2 separate regions of the Pan troglodytes genome follow, and region 1 is linked to region 2. Evidence: chromatin contacts called from public Hi-C data. All regions are on one chromosome and are shown on one strand. The core of a region is the stretch at or near the end of the contact, and the rest is flanking DNA. Distances in the headings are between cores, read along the strand shown. Region 1 has its middle 42 kb from the start of OACYL. Region 2 has its middle 97 kb from the start of MALT1-AS1.

Region 1 (2,700 bases), core at 58-2,557, 280 kb after region 2:
ACATAAACCTCTGAAGGGTCCCAGCAAGGGAGTGGCATGGGCAGATTTACATCTTGCAAGACTCACTCTGGCTGCAGGGCAGAGAATGGCTGCAAGGGCCAGATAGGGGGAGACTATTTGGGAGCTATTGCAAGTTATAAGAAAATCCCCAAACCCAACTTCTAGGGGTAAGTCAGGACAGAGATTATCTAACAGGAAAGGAAGAGAGTAAAGCTCTAGAACTGTAGAACTGCCTGGTTATGTCAACTAGCAGCTACATTTTAAAAATTAGGGGTTTTTTTTTTTATACCTTGTGATAAAAATGTCTAACTATAACAGAAGCTTATAACTAAAATAAAGGGTCCCCCTTCTAGTCTCACTCCCCCCAGGACACCTGTATTTAACAGTTTCTTAGGAATTCTTGCAGAATCTTTCCATGTATTTATAAGCACTGTTCTTCTCCTGCACGCATAGGATTGCAGTATATACTTCACTGTTTGTACGTGGTGTTTTCATTTATAATACAGAATTGGCCTATTTCTCTATAAGCACACAAGGACCCACATCCCTGATGTTAAAGGTTATCAGTATGGCAGAGTGGGGTACCATTATGTATTTAACTTGTCCCCATTAGTGGGCATGGAGCTAATGTCCAAATTCTTTGCTGTCTTAGACAATGGGACAATCTCTATATATTTTTGTGCACTTGTATAGACATGTTTGTGGGCTAAATTCCTACAAGTGGAATGGGGGGTTTTGGGCATTTAACATTTTAATGTGCATTTTCCAATTTACCTTCCCACCCACCAGGTATGAGAATCCCTGCTTCTCACCCCTCCACTACACTGGCCAGTATCCCACATTTTAATCTTTGAAAACCCACTTTGACTTTTATTCTCTTGGAAACTTGGACAAAAATGTAGCACGTGTATATTTTAGGGTGGTTTAGATATTTCAAACTGTTTTCTTGTTAGATTTTCAAAAAATCTTAGAAAGCAGAAACCCTCATTTCCCTTTTAGAGGAGAGGAAAGAGGAGACATTACATGATTTTCTCAGTGTGAAAAGTTTAGATGAGCTTGCTACTCAAGGCGTGGCCCACCCAACAGCCTGCAGACTCCAAGTCTGCATTTTAACAAGCACCCTGGGGAGGGGGGATTTGGCAGAGGTGAGGGATGCTGCCTGGAGTGGGGGGCAGGGGAATGCTCCCTTCTGCTCTCCTTCTGAAGGGAACAGCGCTGGCTACTTTCCCCGGGGAGGGGAGGTGACAGATGGTGGGAAGGATGATCAAAAAGGCGGGGCCGGAGGCGTGTAGGGGCAGCTGCAGGGCAGCATGGTCAGATGGCAAACATGGCAGGACCCAGGGCCTAGGACCCAGGGAGGCTGTTGCCTGAGCAAACCTGCAGGCGAGCTGATCTGGGAAGCTGTGTCTTGACAGAGTTGCCTGCCTTTTCTGTATGACATTGATCAACAATTCCACTCCCTCTCCTAGAATGCCTACCGCCCTCCCACCCACCGGACACTCTCCATGTAGGACGTTCTCATTGTGGGGAGAACAGGGGAATCAATGGTCTCCGTCCCCGGGTGCAGACCAGAGGCTTGGTGCTGAGCCCCTCTCTGCTGGGGATGTACCTCTAAGTGCAGACGCTCCAAGTCCTGCCAGTTCCCATCTGTGAGCACCACCCCAGCCCCCACCCTCTCACCTAGGTGTCTGGAGGTACTGCTGGGCCATTGTTCTGCCCTAGTTGAGCCAAAACTACCCTGGATTTTTAGCTATATTCTTTTAGAAGAGGGCTCTGACCCCAGCCCATGCAGAATCCATGCCAGTATTGTATGCGCCTCCAGGCTGCAATCTCATTTCTAAACTCTAAACCCACACTGTCCAGCAAATAGCCACCAGGTAAGTGGCTAAGTGAGATGTGCTATGTGTGCAAAGCCCACATTGGGCTCTGAAGACTCAGTAAAAGGGAAAAGAATGTCAAATAGCTTATTAACAATGTTTCATATTGGGTACGTGTTTGTAATGATAATATTTTGGATATATTGGTCTAAATAAATAATATTAAAATGAGTTGTACCTATTTCTTTTTACCTTTTAAACTGTGGCTGCTGGAAAGTGTAAAACTGGGGGCAGCTGTGCTTGCATCCTGTTTCTGTTGAACAGCGCTGGTCTAGACACCTTATTCCTGATTCTTCCCCTTTGTAGCTGCTTCAGATCTTGCTTGGAGGAGGTAGGGCGTGAAGGAAGGGAGAAATGAAGCAAGGGAGGGAGGGAAGGAAGAAAGAGTTTTTCATCTTGTGAGGCTATGTGGAAAGAACATGAACCAGTGTCAGATCTTGGTACTGCTATGTGGTTGGTGACCTTGGGCAAGTCACCCTATCTTCTCTTAGCTATAATTTCTTCATAAAATGGAGGTCATAGCTACCTTGCAGGATTGTTTTGAGGTTTAGAAATCTCTAGCAGGCTCCTCCCACAGTGGTTGGCCTATATGACTTGCTCAATAAATAACAGTATTTTTAGTGGAACATGGTGGCATGCGCCTGCAGTTCTAGCTAATTGGGAGGTTGAGGTGAGAGGATCGCTTGAGCCCAGGAGGTGGAAGTCAGGGCCGTAGTGAGTGAGACCCTGTCTCTTAAAAAAAGAGAAATAAATAGCAGTATTTTTGCAGCAGTAGCACCTGAGCCAGTACATGATAGGTGCTCAGTAAGTGATCTGGAACTAG
Region 2 (2,700 bases), core at 30-2,529:
CTGTAATCCCAGCACTGTGAGAGGCCAAGACAGGCAGATCATCTGAGGTCAAGAGTTCAAGACCAGTCTGGCCAACATGGTGAAACCCCATCTCTACTAAAAATACAAAAAAATTAGCCAGGCATGGTAGTGTGCAGCTGTAATCCCAGCTACTTGGGAGGCTGAGGCAGGAGAACTGCTTGAACCTGGGAGGCGGAGGTTACAACCAGCAGAGATCGCACCACTGTACTCCAGTCTGGGCGACAGAGCAAGACTCCATCTTAAAAAAAAAAAAAAGAGAGAGAGAGAGAGAGGAAACTCGGCCAAGGTCAGACAGCTAGCAAATAGTAGAGCGGGGAAAGGACTCCGGCTGTGTGGCTCCAGAGCGCAAGGCCTCTCGTCTCGACAGGAAGATGACAGACATAAGAGACCATAATGCTGGGGGTTAAAAGGTGGAAGAGAAGCAGGAACCAGATCTGAAGGCCTTTGTATTTCATGCTGAGTTTTGTAATGACCCTCTTGGCAATTGGCAGACTTTGAAGGAGGTCAGGCCAGGGCATGACAGAATCAGATTAATGTTCTGGAAAGATCTGTCTGGCTGCAGAGTCAGACGGGAATGAATGGTCTGGAGGCGGGAGGGCCCTTCAGAGCCTCTTGCAACAAAGAGGGACTGATAGTGGGCAGGCGCCTACACCTCTGCTTTGGAAAGGAAATGGGGCAGGTGGCAATGTCGGAAAAGGAGCCCAGGACGGCACAGCCTGCAGGAGCCGCAGCCGCCCCATGGGGACAGTTCGAGCTCACCTGGTCCCTAGGCAAGAGAGCACAGTCCTGGCCACCTAGCCCAGAGGGCATGATGGGCCCAGCGAGAAACCCTGGGGCCCCCGCGCGGGGACTGCTCAAAGTCCGCACGGGGGCCTTGGGAGCTGGATGCACCCCTTAGAGGACCCCGGCTTTGTGGGCCCCAGCCTGGCCTTGGGTCTCCCTTCGCCTTCTGAGCTCGGGGCCGGCCGGGAGCTGGGTACCCAGCAGAGGGCAGCACAGGCTTGCGTTCGTCCCGGTCTGAGCGCCGTCTGCACCTGCCCGGGGCCCTGCAGCTGCGCAGCGCAGGGAAGCAGTGGTGCGCTCTCACCCACCCGCGAGCTCCCACGCACATCCAGGTCCTCCCCGTCCAGCTCGTGGCTCCATACAATACCTAGAAGGCCTGGGGGCCCTCAGGAAGACCGAGGGACAGCAGCCAGGGCGGCTGGGATGACAGCCAGACTCGGGCATGCATCAACAGGCCAGGACAAGTGGCGGGCTCCCTCCTCTCCCATGCCCACGCCTGTGATGCTGCCAAAGGGCAGAGAAATATCAAAAAGCTCCACCGAATCTCCTAGGAGGGAGGCCCCTGCCTTGAGAACAGTCAACCAGATACCCATCTGGGGCCCCTGGGGCAGGGAGCAGGGCACGGAAGCAAAAGCGTTTAGATTCTAGCGGAGTTTTGAAAACTACCCACCCAGCAGGGAAAAACAAAAAGGACTGAAATCCTGGCAGGGAGCTTCCCTGACTCTGGCCTCTCCAAATTGGATGTCAAATCATGAATAGAGGTCCCTAGGTCCCTCCTACTCTAGTTTTTTGTTTTTATAATTGCGGCTTTTTTAACTATTATTTTTAATTCTTGTAAAACATAACATTTGCCATGTTAACCATTTTTAAGTACACAGTTCTATTTTGCATCGTTCCCACTCTCAATTTTTACTGGGATTTCTCACGTACAGAATGAGACACTGAGAAACACTATAAGGAAAAGACAGACCTGGAGACTGAGGAAAGTACATTGGGAATTCTAAGGTGGGCGTGAGAGGTTTTGCAGCCGCTGTGCCTTACGAACTTTCCAGGGCACCTCTGTCCTGAGGGCTTCCACTCTGTACATCCATCATGCCACCCTCCACGCCCTCCCCATACACAGCCCAGAGAGAACCCATGGCTCAACTGGGAGTGGTCAGTGAGCACCCCAAAGGGATCCCTGCCCATATTCAGAAACGGGAACAAGGCTATTCGAAAACTTTGCAATGTTATGGCAGAAATAATCTTTGCAGGATGTAAATGAAAAGTTCCAAGCAATTACGACAAATTTTTGAGCAATTAATGCACTGGGTCTTTAGCCTTCAATGAGCTGGAAAGCTGAGCAAGACAGAACTTGAACCCCTAATAATTATAACAGCTAATACTTACAGAGCGCTATGAGCCTGGCACGGTGCTAACCATTTTACTCATTCAGGTCTTTGCAGTGGAAATGCTGCTATTATCCCCGTTTTACAGAGGAGAAAATCAAAGCCCTGAGGGCTAGCTGGCTTGCTCAAGGTCACAGGGGAAGTAAATGGTGGGGCCTGGATTTGGACCCAGGCAGACTGGCTCCAATAACATGCCTTATGATGGCACCCTTTCCTGATGCCGTGCTGGGAGCTGTATAGACTGAGCCAGTTCCCACTCTGGGAGGCTCAGAAGCTTGTGGAAGGGTGAGTCTGCTAATTTTTTTCTTGGTTTTGGTTTGAGATGGGGTCTCACACTGTCACCCAGGCTGGAGCGCAGTGGTGCAATCATGGCTCACTGCAGCCTCAAACTCCCAGGGTCAAGCCATCCTCCCACCTCAGCCTCCAGAGTAGCTGGGACTACAGGTGCATGCCACCATGCTCTAGCTAATTTTAACATTTTTTGTAGAGACAGGGTTTTGCCATGTTG

Evidence for each region. A called contact is a pair of places that touch in the nucleus more often than the background predicts.
Region 1: a Hi-C map of induced pluripotent stem cells shows a contact between it and region 2, with 5 times the contacts expected there. The contact joins two enhancer-like sites. A contact is called at or near these places in 3 of 7 Hi-C or Micro-C datasets (induced pluripotent stem cells and stem cell-derived neural progenitor cells) and 1 of 1 other capture datasets (stem cell-derived neural stem cells).

The regions. Positions count from the first base shown.
Region 1 is chr17:69,115,319-69,118,018 of NHGRI_mPanTro3-v2.0_pri, forward strand. No RefSeq gene overlaps it. Among named protein-coding and RNA genes, the nearest start is that of OACYL, 42 kb to the left of the region's middle. Within about 2 kb of position 1,308, at least 5 of the 24 cell types and tissues checked have an H3K27ac peak or open chromatin away from gene starts, as enhancers often do. A contact at or near this core is called in induced pluripotent stem cells and stem cell-derived neural stem cells, where this site is marked.
Region 2 is chr17:68,831,387-68,834,086 of NHGRI_mPanTro3-v2.0_pri, forward strand. No RefSeq gene overlaps it. Among named protein-coding and RNA genes, the nearest start is that of MALT1-AS1, 97 kb to the left of the region's middle. Within about 2 kb of position 1,280, at least 13 of the 24 cell types and tissues checked have an H3K27ac peak or open chromatin away from gene starts, as enhancers often do. A contact at or near this core is called in induced pluripotent stem cells and stem cell-derived neural stem cells, where this site is marked.